Regions from separate parts of the Ovis aries genome. Here region 2 is linked to region 1. Evidence: chromatin contacts called from public Hi-C data. All regions are on one chromosome and are shown on one strand. Each heading gives the region's core, a stretch centred on a gene start, on an enhancer-like site or on the middle of the called end of the contact. The rest is flanking DNA. Distances are from core to core; before and after follow the strand shown.

What was found. Hi-C and Micro-C count contacts between places; a contact is called where the count stands out from the background.
Region 2: a Hi-C map of liver shows a contact between it and region 1, with 6 times the contacts expected there. The contact joins two enhancer-like sites. A contact is called at or near these places in 3 of 16 Hi-C or Micro-C datasets (liver, mixed tissues and skin fibroblasts).

The regions. Positions count from the first base shown.
Region 1 is chr4:80,952,823-80,959,290 of ARS-UI_Ramb_v3.0, forward strand. It overlaps a transcript of INHBA not described here. Among named protein-coding and RNA genes, the nearest start is that of INHBA, 6.2 kb to the right of the region's middle. Within about 2 kb of position 3,684, at least 1 of the 54 cell types and tissues checked has an H3K27ac peak or open chromatin away from gene starts, as enhancers often do. A contact at or near this core is called in liver, where this site is marked.
Region 2 is chr4:81,267,976-81,274,167 of ARS-UI_Ramb_v3.0, forward strand. No RefSeq gene overlaps it. Among named protein-coding and RNA genes, the nearest start is that of INHBA, 310 kb to the left of the region's middle. Within about 2 kb of position 3,811, at least 1 of the 54 cell types and tissues checked has an H3K27ac peak or open chromatin away from gene starts, as enhancers often do. A contact at or near this core is called in liver, where this site is marked.

The DNA of each region.
Region 1 (6,468 bases), core at 2,434-4,933:
TTTCTCCAGGGATCACAGTTTTAATTACTCTCATTTCATACTTAAATGAGGCAAAAGGACAGGATTGGCTTCACGTCCCCATTTATTAAGTGATCACAAATTCACCCGTGGCTTGTTGGAAAAGAGGTGTTCTGAAGCTTTTTTTCCTTCTAATACATTGTCTCTTCCTTCCTCCATCATTCGATCCCATCTTTAAAGAAGAACTTGGTAAATATCCAGAAAAGGGGGACAGGAGCTGAGTTAATTTTTGAAAGTCTAAGGCTAGGTGTAGACCCCAGAGAGTTCAGTGAAACTCTCCAAATACTGTGCTTAATTATAGTGTGCTTTCCTAAGTTGATAAAGACTAACGGAAGTCCTGCCTGCCAAGGCACCTTTGCAAACTTGACCTTCCTAAAATTAGAGTGGGGCACCTGTAAATATTTACTAACCAAGCCACAGTGTCAGTGTCTGTGAAAGTACACCGTGCCCAGAACAAGGGCACTCCTGTCATGCAGGCCTGGATGGGCCTGGGGGTGCTCCAATAGAAAGGTAGAACCTTTGGACTCTCTATCAGCACAGGAAGGAGGCAGCGATTCACTGATTAAAAAAAAAAAAAAATACACACAGGACTTCCCTAATTCTTTTCTGTGTCTTCCCTCCAAAGCTACAATTTGGGAGCAGGTTGTGGATGGGCAACATTGGATTAAGATCAAGATTCCTTCTTTTATGAGTCTAATGGCATCTGTAGGCTAAGCTTCTGAGTCTTCCAGGCAGCAACATGGAACTTTCAACCCAAGGGAATCCAGGTGAGAACCACAATTACAACTATTTGTTATTCGTTCCTTTGCAAGCATTGTTCATCATCTTCTGGGACAATAGGAAGAGCAACCAGATGTTCCCTGATTGGATTAGAACTGACTTTTGATAAACACTTTCAAAATATTATGTTGGTTAGTAAGGCCTTTTCGTTTTAGTGTTGCTTTTATTTCTTTTTCAATATCTATTTTTCTCTAGAGGTTATAACTGTGTATTTCTCTCTCTAGATTGAGTTTTTCACCAGGACTAAATGATTACTTCTTGGGAAGAAATCCAGGCTTTTCTGAATCATTTGGAAGTGGATGGAAGTCTTTGGTTCTAAAATAACCATCTATTGCAGAAACTAGATTCAGGTGTTGGCGTTGATGAGATGGCATCTGAGTGTCTAAGACGTTCCCCTCTTGCCTCGTTCATCTCAGAACATTCTCTGACTGACCCTCTCCTCTCTGGATAACCCAGGTCACTTAAGAACTAAGTGATAAGCCTGGAGAGCTGGCCTTATTGTATAGAGATCAGCATTTCACATCTCAGCTAGATGAATCCAGCCAAATTCCCTTTTGTGGGTTTCACCAGCATTTGTTGATGATGCTGATTATTTTCTGTGATATGGTCTCCTTCACAATATTTCCCCCAGTCCTCACAGGAGAGTAGCACCTGAAGGGGCATGGCCTTCCTTTACAAAGGAAATTTGGAGAATATAAAGTTGCTTGGAACATGCATTAGATTTCGCAAAGCACTGTTTTCTCTCTGTGGATATTGATTGTGTGTCATTCCCCCAAGGTATTAAACAAATAAAATCAGCCACATCATATTTGCTTGCTCTGGGAGCAAAGCATGGTAATCCCACTTTTGCGAATTTCACTTCAGGGAATTTGCTAGTGAGTGGATTTCTCAGATACCGACTTGCTCAAATGAATAACTCACTCCCCATTCACTTTTTGTCTTCCATTATCCGTTGCCTCCTGACAGCTTGGGTGGGGGCTAATTCATCTCGCTTTGCTGCCAGTCACCAAGATTTTGCTTTTGGTTCGAACACAAAGCCAGAAGCAAATACTTGGAGGCCTCCCTGGAAAGTTGGTGGGGATGCTTGAGAAGCACCCTTGCTCTGCTGTGCAGGCTTCTGGTAATCAGGAAGCCCAAGCCATACAAGGAGGCAGAATCACTTGAATGATTCCTCTCTTGCATAGATGCCGGGGCCCCTTGGAGCATGGATGGGAAGGAAATTAGGTGAAACTTTGGAATGATAACTCAACGTCAGGGCTTCTCCACTGCAGAGGAGTTACCATTTGGTGTCGGATGATTTCTCTGCTGAGACGGCTGTCAGGGGCACCATTAGAATGTTTAGTGGCAGCCCTGGCTTCTACCCACTAGAGGCCAGTAGCACCTTCCTTCCCAGTTACACCAAGCAAAAATGTCTTCAGACATGGCCATATGTCTCCTGGGGAGCAAAATCATCACAGTTGAGAGCCACTGCTGTAAGTGGAGTGATAACAGTTTATTTACTGAGGTTTTTCTTTCTGGTTTTTTCCTTAATCATTTTAATTCTAGGGTCTGGGTTCCCTTGGTTCAGGTAAGGCACTTCCAATTACTCTTAAAACAGAGTAGTTGCACATAGGACAAGGCCTTGTGGGATATTCTGGTGGTTTAAAAACAAAAAACAAAAAACAAAAAAACAAAACAGGATGCTTAGGAATAAGAGTTTTAGATTAACTATTTCTGATCCTGTTGTGTTCTAGTGAATTTTGGAGGACTTTTTATTAAAAATTTACTTTATTGAAGTATAGTTGATGGACAATGTGTTAATTTCTACTATACAGCACAATGAAACATTTATACATATATATGCCTCCTTTTTCATATTCTTTTCCATTATGGTTTATCACAGGATATTGAATATAGTTCCCTATACTATACAGTAGGAACTTGTTGTTTATTCATTCTATAGAACAAGAGTTTGCATCTATTTATCCTAAACTAATCCATCCCTTGGAGAAATTTTCATGTTTCCCTCTTCCTCTCTATTAAGTTGTATTTATTCATTGATTTGACCAGCAAACAGCTTCCTAGTTCAGTTTAGAATGTGAAATGCTCATTCTTCCTTGTCCCAAATCTCTCTTCCTAACCCAGCGCCCAAGAGATGGGCAAGCTCCGGCTGTCCAGGAAACAGGCAGGGATTGCCAGTTCCCTATTCAACCCAAACCATTCGATGAGACTCCGGAAATCTCCCGGCAGCAAATACCACTCTGGATCCCGCCCACGTTTTCTGGATCCGGAGAGGCACTGCCTCTCGAGGGAGTCACCACTCCCCACGGAGGCAAGGTTTTCCTGCCTGGAGCCCAGAATAACACGTCAGCTGCTGAGAACACCTCGAATCTTATTGATTTCTCCCTCTAGTCACGTTTTCTGTTCGGTCTCCCAGACGGGGGGATGAACCAGAAATCATGCTTTTGGGGGAACAGATTTTTCATAGGAAGGAACTAAAACACCCTGAATCGTCAGCAGCCTAGTCAGTGCTGTGAACCCCCCAGCCTCGTGCCATTTCGACTGAATCAGATGACAAGGTCCCAGTCACCTGCTTGGGGCGTTCACGCCTCCTAGCGGGATTTTTTTTTTTTTTTTTTTAAACAGAATAACAGGAGAGCCAAAGCGTGAGCAGCAGCTAAAACAACAGAGCCATGAAAAAAAACCAGTCCCCTTTTCTAGGCCTGTCTCCTTGTTCCAGGAGTAGTGAGCAAAGAGACCAATTAATAGCATGGATGGAAGCCGAAGGACAGACGGTTTGCTTGAGAAGGAAAATGAACATTCTCGCTCCTTGATCTATGCCAACTTTGCACGGGGACAGCTGCTGCCACGGGTAAACTCCACTATAGGTTAGCCGTGCCGCAAGGTGTGTGTCACCGCGGTCCCAGGATGGCACAGGGACTCTGGTCTCTCCCTCGCTCGCACCGTTGAGCTCTTATCCTTAAACGAACTTGGTTTTTTGACCAGCTCACTAATTGTGATTGAAAACACCAGCTTTCCCAGCAAGGCACAAGCCCTGGAGTTTAGCAGCAGCAAGACAGGCCCTAATTGCTCCATTTACATAAAAGTAGAAACATACAACTTCTAAATATAGATCTCTGGCACATCGCGCCTTTTGCAATTACAGTAAAATAAGGTACCACAGTTTCCCTCCCGGCTCCTCGAAGCAAGCTGCTCCACCGGGTTCTCCAGGGGCCGCTCCTCCAGGCGAGAACAGAGCCCTGCAAAAGGCTCCAGCGAAGAGACGAGGAGCTTTGTGAAGGAGTCAGTAAATCAGGCCTCCTGCACTAGGTGAAAAGCGCGGTGGCAGCCGGCCATCGTGCCAGCGCAGTGGCGGGGAGGACCGGGCTCTGCGATCCGAAAGGGGACAGAGCTGGCGGGGCGGGAGCGCTCCCCGCGCGCCTCTGTCCGCCTGGGAGCCAGCCCGCAAGTCCCCTTCCTGGTCCCTGACATTGGCCGTGGCTTTCAGTCTTGGCAGTGATAACTGGGTTCAGAGATTCCCAGCTGCACTTACTGATCAGTGATTTCCCTCCCCCCTCCCTCTCTGAATTCTCTAGCTGCCAAAAGGGGGGAAAAATCAAGAGCTGCTCTTAAAAGAAGTTGCCCTTGCTGGTGCTCCGGGTAAAAATAGAGGCGGCCGCTGCGCAAGGCTTGGCCCAGACTCCAGCCCCGCGAGCCGAGCTCGAGCAGCGGCCGCGATCCGGCGTGATCCCCGGGAGCTGCCAGCAGGTGTTGCTCAAGGTACAGTAGCAGGCCGAGCAGCGGGACCGCAGGGCCGGGGTGGGGGAACTGGGGCGCGGGGGGAGGGGGCAGGAAGTGAAAGAGAAACCAAGTCGAGGAAGGAACTGGAGATGCTGCTCAGGAGCTGGGCGGACCAGCTCCTCCACTCCCCGGAGCCCTGGAGTCCGGCAGGGAAAAGATCATTCCCCCATCCGCAAGAGTCGACAGAAGTTATTTTAACCTGCCTGCTTCCTCTACCACCTCCACCTCATTTCCACTCAGTGAGGAGGCATTTCCCGCGTGGCTCAGCTCTGAGGTTGGGGATTCAGGTGGAGAATGATATCACAGCTGGTGGGCTGACCTAGGCAGGTGGGCACTTTGGTGGCATCCGTGGCCAACGCGATCTGAATCACCCGAGAGAGAGGGTGGCTTCTCTGGTAGGGGTGCTGCATATTCCTGTGACACATATGTTCAGAGAGAGGCACCAGGAAATTTTTATCACTCAGTATTTTCTGAGCACGTGCTTGATCCTGCAGTAGAGTAGGTGGATCCCACTTTACAGATGAGTACACTGAGGGCTGAGGTTATCTGGTTAGTAAGCTGTGGAACTGGGGTCTCATCCAGGTTGATTCGTGCCCCGAAACTCATAAACATGGTGCTATTTCCAGGACACCAGGGTTCCTGTGGGGCAGAGGGGTGAATTTAGATGCCCCCCCACCCCAACCCCTAGGTCTCATCCAAAAAGGATGGGGAAGTTCCTTTCTTATAGAGAGGTTGGATCCATCCAGTTCAAACCTGATGGGCAGCTTTGGAGTTAACTAACACTGATCCTGTTTCTATCTTTCCTTCTCAGATTCCTTCAGTTTCTCTACAACCTAACATTTTATTTCCTACTTCATTTCTGAATATGCAATTCTCAGACTACACTGCCCCACCCCAATACACAGTTCAGCACCTACACGTGCTCTGTGTTTAGCCAAGACAGACCCCTGGAGACAAACTTCTGGTGTCCTAAAGGAACCTGCTTAAACTGCACATCAGGAGACCAGAGTCTCTATATTTTGCTTGTGGGCACAGTGAAAAGTTTATTTTATGCATGTTAAATCCTGCATACAAAACAACATATCTGGTCATATGGCTTTCATTAGCTCCCAATTTTGCACATTTTATTCAACTTGTCATGAATACCCGACTTAGGCTTCAGCTATGCTTCTTCTAACAACCCTTCACCAGCATTCTTGTCTGAGAATTCCTTCCTCCTGTGTTATCCCTGACTAGCTAACACTGTCTCCTCCCTCCCCCATAACACCCTGACCAACTTCACTCCAGTTTCAAGAAATGTTCACTTTTTTTCTTTAATCTCATGTTGTATTTGTAACAATTTAGAAATCATAGGACTTGAAGTTCTGATAAAGAAGAATCATGTAGGAGATTCTTTTTCTTCTAGTTAGATTGGGATTCTAAAGGCTTGGGAAGCATACTTATAAAGTTCACTAGCAGAGAGTGACTATTTCCAAAGTTCTCAATGATAAATGATTTATAAAGCAGGTATTCAATTTCAAGATGTAAAATAATAGTGTAAGTCAGGAGAGGGAAGAACATCATCCCATAGGGATACATATTTCCCTTGGCTTTTTCTCAATAAAACATCTTATTTTTAAAAATTAAGTTTTTCAAGATGTTAAATAATGCTGTAAATCAGGGGAGAGGTGATCATCCCATATAGGTATACGTATTTTCTTATTTTTTTCCTCCCTGGAATATCTTATTTAAAAAAGTAAAATCAGAATCTCTAGGAAGAGCACTGTGAACTTTCTTCCCTGTAAGAAACAATAAAATACTTTGTAAATAGAGGCAACCTCATGAAGTAACAGATGCTTATGTGAAGATATAAAACTGAGCCAGAATATAAGAAGTGTGTGCTCAATCGGT
Region 2 (6,192 bases), core at 2,561-5,060, 320 kb after region 1:
TATTTTATTTTCATTTCTCTAAGGATTCATGATTTTGAGCATTTTTATATGTTTATTTGTACCTGCGTATCTTCTTTTTCAAAATTTTTTGCCTATTTTTTGGAAGGGGATTATTTGTTTCCTCAACAGTGAGTTTTGAAATTTTTAAAAAATATATTCTGGATATAAGTCCTTTATCAGATAAATGATTTATAAAAATATATTCTCCTACTCTGTGGCTTACCTTTCCACTCACTTAATGATGTCTTTAGCAGAGCAACATTTTTAATTTTGATGAAATCTAATTTGTCACTTTGTTCTTTTATGAATAGTGATTTGGCTACTGTATCTAAGAAATCTTTGTGTAACTCAAGGTCATAGAGATTTTCTCCTATGTTTTTGTCTAGAAGTTTTATGGTTTTGTGTTTTACATTTGTGTTTATAATCAAGTTTGAGTATATCATTGTATGCAATGAGGAGGTATACACCGAAGTTTTTAAAAATATGGATATAAGCAGACAGAGTTAACTAGATTAGTGAAGAGATATATAATAAGAAAAAAGAAAATTTTAGCCATATTCTGATAAGGCTGAAGACAATAAAAAGAAGCAGCTGATGTGATGTTCAGAATGGTAAAATCATAGTGTTTCTTTCTTCTGCTGAATCTACAAAATGTGTATGCTTTTGGAGTGGCTTTGGGAATTTATAAGTATTTTAATTAATTGTACATAATTTATAAAGGAAGTCAAGGACAAATAATGGCAATGATGAAAAATTCAGCAACTCAGAGAAGTGTTTGCTCCCATTGAATCAGAGAGTGTGCAACAAATGAAAGAAGCCATGGGAACTCTAGGAGGATAGGCTATACCAAAGAAAGAAAGAAGAAAAGAAAAAGAAAGTGCTATGTTGGGGATTGAAAGTGTCCAAATCCAGGGACAAGTCATCCCTTGATGATTGGACTAGTGTCTTTGGCTGCTGAGTCATTATCAAAGGGACTGATCCAGGCTTGCAGAGGGTGAAATTTGAAAGAACAAGAGAGGCTGTGGGAAACCAGTAAGATTCTTTACCGAGCAATACAATACCTCCCATGCCTAGCATTTGAACACTACCTTACCAATGGCTCTTGGAATCTGGCATGAAGATAGAGCAATGACTTGGCTGAAACTAACCTAAAAGCACAACAAGCCAATATGGATTGATTAATATTAACTACTACAAGTCATTGTGATAGGTGCTATATGTGCTTTCCTGTCTGAAAACCTCCCAAAGATCACCCCAATGCTGTCTGTTATATCATTCCTACGAGAGTAATGACATTTCTTTACTTTTAGCTCCAGAAGGAAAGATGATTATTCATCTCTTGGATGGCATGTAGGAAAATATAAAAGAGCAGAGGAAAAAGACCTCAGTTGAACTATACTGGTCCTTTCTCTCTGGTCCTTGCCCTGTTCCTGAGATGAGGGTTGTTTTAGTAGCTACTTGAAGACCTGGGGGGAAAACCCTATTCATTCTAAAGGTGAGGAGTGTGTATGTGTGTGTGTGTGCTCCTGTGTGTGTGTGTCTGAGTATAGAAGGGCATGAGAATGGCTAATGTATGATAAATTGATTATAGCTAAAAACCTTTGCTGATAAATCTTGCCTTTTTTTGCAAGCTAATTACATAGGTCATTTCTACCAGTAATGAAAAGTCACCAACATTTATTGAACATCTAATACCCTAGATTTTCCTGGGCCTTTTATTTATGTCATCTCAATTATTCTTCATAATAGCCTGAGAGTCAGGTAGTATTAACATTGTCATTTTACAGTGAAAACCACAGAAAGCAAAAATTGAAAGTGTTAGTCGCTCAGTTGTGTCTGACTCTTTGCAACACCCCCATGGACTGTAGACTGCCAGGCTTCTTTGTCAATGGAATTTTCCAGATAAGAATACTGGAGTGGGTAACCATTCCTTTCTCCAAGGTATCTTTCCTGACCCAGGGATCAACCTGGGTCTCCTGCATTGTAGGCAGATTCTTTACCATCTGAGCCATCTGGGAAACCAGAAAACCACAGAAACTCCAAGCCATTCAATAACTCAATTGAGATCACATGTTAAAAACTACAAGAGAGACTTGAACCCAAGGTGACCTGACTCCAGAGCCTTGGCTTTCAAATATAAGTACTACTTTCCACAATCCAATGCAGGTAATATTCTGCAAAAACTCCACGGCAAGAAATTTAAATTATTTCAGTGTAATATAATTCAATTTCTTTTAAAAATTATTCGAACTTTTTGACAACTGGAAGCATATTCATTATGAAAATTTTACCACTATCATTTTATTTTGTAAGGGTTAAATTCTGTTCCTAAAAAAATAAAAAGTCAAAGGGAAAAAAATCCAAAAGATTATTTCTGACATCTACCTTTCACTGGTGAAAAAATAAAATAAAATCCTAGCTGGACCAAAGTAGCTTTATCTGAACCTGAAGATTCAATTGACCAATTGTGGATAAATGAATTAAAATTGAAATTAAAAAATTTTTGTGTGTCTAGGTTATTGGAAAGAATACTGCAGTAGGAACCAAGAGAACAAGGTCCCATTTCTGCCCCTGCCCTGAACACTGTACAATTTCTTATAGGTTACTCCCCATCCTGCAATCCTGTTTCCCATCTGTAAAATGAGGGTTGAAACTCCATAAGCTTTAGGATTCCTTCCAGCTTGGGCATTCAGTGACAAGGGACAAGCTCCTGTTGGTTTATTCTTTTATATATTTGCAGGAGAGAGGGCAGATTTTTCACGTCCTTCCCCAAACCTACCACTTCCAACAACTAAGATCAAATTTAGACTCTTTAAAGAAAGTAGAAATCTGTATCCAAAGGGCTCATTTATCCCCCCATCAACAAATGTCCGGGTTCCCAGGCTTCTCAGCTGACATTTCCAGGATGTATGTCTTTGCCTCTTCACAGCAATACCGTTTTGCACACATAGAGCAGTAGGGAGAAGATGGCTGCTGAGACACATGGCTGGACTATGGTCTGGAGACAGTGGTCCATACTTAGCTGTTTGTTGGCCAAACGGAATTTAAGAAACGGATAACTCGCCGGAGGCACAGTTCATCCTTCATGGTTCCTTTGACATCTTTGCTTAGCAATGGCATGTTCATTTCTTTGGGTACATTTTATTGAAAGAGTGTTGCGATTTTGTTTTTATTTCTTTCTCTGCCATTTGAGTGGTGATTTGATTATAAAGGCAATTGTGAGCAGACCTACATAAGAAAAGTAGGGAAAGGCACTCCGAACTCTGCAGTGTGCTTCAGTGCTAATGGCACCACTTGCCTTTCTCACTCCCTAAGCCCAGGGGAGGTAAATAGATATTAACCCTCATCTCTCCTTCCACACTGGTTGTGTGCTTTCCTTAGGGGTGAGATCTGGACCACTTGGTTGTGTATGTTTATGTCTAACAAAGGGTTGGAGAGAAAAAAGATATATTGGGAATTAAGCAACATAACATTTACACAACAACCATTTATGACTTTGGGGGGTCTAAAACAATGGAGAAAACTCAGTGCAAGGCTGAGGTTTCCACTGTAGGATTCCCAGGACCATTAATGAGAAGCGTGTGGCCGAGTCCTGTCACATCTGCTGAGGACTTAGTCCGAAGTGTTCTCATTATGCTAACCTGGGGAATTTCACAAACAGTGGCTTGAGCTTGGCATGCTTTTCTCTGGATGCCAAATGCTCACTCATTTCCTTTTTGTCCATTTTATTGCAGCATGCAGCTTTCTTTCTATCTTGTTTGATTTTTGGCTGATTATTTCTGAGTCACAACTGGGAAGGGCAAAGGGCAGACAAATAAAACAAGTTCACCGTGAGTATCAGCTTCATCAGACCACTGCCCCATGTACAATGTTGTCTTGAATGGGAAGACCCATTTAAATGGGGTTTTTATTGTATTAAAGATAAAAATTGCTATCATTTTCAACATCTAAACTAGATTTATCATGAGAACATGGCCCCCTGTTGGGGAGTTCATTGTAAGCAGGTATTAATATTAAGGGGAGTCCAAGGATGTGGCTTCACACACTGGATAAACTGCATTGTCTACACTCCAGGGATGAAGCACTGAATCACTCTCCTCACCCTCCTCTGCCAGGCTAGAGAGGCCCAAAGGATGGTGTGATGAGATGGCTTATCTAGGAACCATGTGCTTTGGAAACAAAGAGCACCATTTAGCAATTTCTCCTGCCCTTGAAGTCTGTATCTCTCATCGTTCTGATGCCTCAAGTTGCACTTTTCACGTGGGTACCCCTAGCCCAGTAACAAAGGGAAAGTCCCCATTCAATAGCATAGCAGGTTTCAGAGAATTTAATCACATCACAAACGTTGGAACCTGGCTCAAAAACAAGGAGAAAATACCTTCTCAGGATCTGAAGAGCTTTTCTTTTCTCCATTGAGTTCACCTCAGTTTCAGAAGTTATAGCCAAGGTTTTTCTTTGGCTTGGTTTTGTTTGGAGCATAAGTGAGGGCAATCATCAGACAACTCATTATTCAAATGCAAACCTGCTCAGTGATAGGGACTTTATTTGATTTGTTTCAAAACATCCTTTCAAATAGCAAGCATGAAATTCAGTTGAATGGTAAAAAGTCCACTTGCTCCTTTCTTTTTCCCTTAAAAAATGTCTTGACTTCATGATCTGTCTCAAAGTGAAAAAAAAACATAACACGTGGGAAAGATGCAAAGTTCTGAAAAGGAGCCAATGATAAGCCAAAACTTAAAAGAAAACCTTTTCAACTGCCCAGGAAACACAGAGATACTTGGTGACTCACCCATGAACTGAATCTCCAGAGTAAAGTGTCAGATCCAAGAACCGCATCTCTCACTTTCTGGAGGAAAAGAGTGTGGCTCTAAATATCCAAATGCTAGTTCACAGTATGAAAAGATAAAATATTCCCAATAAGAAGATCTACTAAACTTTTGGCAGCAAAGGTCCTTTTATTTTCAAGAACTATAAGAAGCTATTTTCAAATATAGTTTCTTTGTGTCAGATTGCAGTGGGAAAGAACTGAATATTGAAAATGGATATTCACCTTTCAGTTCAGTTCAGTTCAGTCACTCAGTTGTGTCTGACTCTTTGCAACCCCACGAATCACAGCACGCCAGGCCTCCCTGTCCATCACCAACTCCCGGAGTTCACTCAGACTCACGTCCATCAAGTCGGTGATGCCATCAAGCCATCTCATCCTCTGTCGTCCCCTTCTCCTTCTGCCCGCAATCCCTCCCAGCATCAGGGTCTTTTCCAATGAGTCAACTCTTCTCATGAGGTGGCCAAAGTATTGGAGTTTCAGCTTTAGCATCATTCCTTCCAAAGAAATCCCAGGGCTGATCTCCTTCAGAATGGACTGGTTGGATCTCCTTGCAGTCCAAGGGACTCTCAAGAGTCTTCTCCAACACTACAGTTCAAAAGCATCAATTCTTCGGCACTCAGCTTTCTTCACAGTCCAACTTTTGCATCCATACATGACCACTGGAAAAACCATAGCCTTGACTAGATGGACCTTTGTTGGCAAAGTAATGTCTCTGATTTGAATACGCTATCTAGGTTGATCATAACTTTCCTTCCAAGGAGTAAGCGTCTTTTAATTTCATGGCTGCAGTCACCATCTGCAGTGATTTTGGAGCCCCCAAAATAAAGTCTGACACTTTCCACTGTTTCCCCATCTATTTCCCATGAAATGATGGGACCAGATGCCATGATCTTCATTTTCTGAATGTTGAGCTTGAAGCCAACTTTTTCACTCTCCTCTTTCACTTTCATTAAGAGGCTTTTTAGTTCCTGTTCACTTTCTGCCATGAGGGTGGTGTTATCTGCATATCTGAGGTTATTGACATTTCTCCTGGCAATCTTGCTTCCAGCTTGTGCTTCTTCCAGTCCAGCGTTTCTCACGATGTACTCGGCATATAAGTTAAATAAGCAGGGTGACAATATACAGCCTTGATGTACTCCTTTTCCTATTTGGAACCAGTCTGTTGTTCCATGTCACACAGAAATATATGGGTATTCTCATTGTTCAATTTGATAATCCATAATAAAGAGTTTAGATTACCGGCCAGCATTACCATGTTCTTAAAAAATCAATACTACATCTGACTGGTATATACTGATCCCTGGGAGACTTAAGTCTGATTTACCGCAGTCTCCTGGTTGCTCAGCTGCCTACTGTCTCTTCCT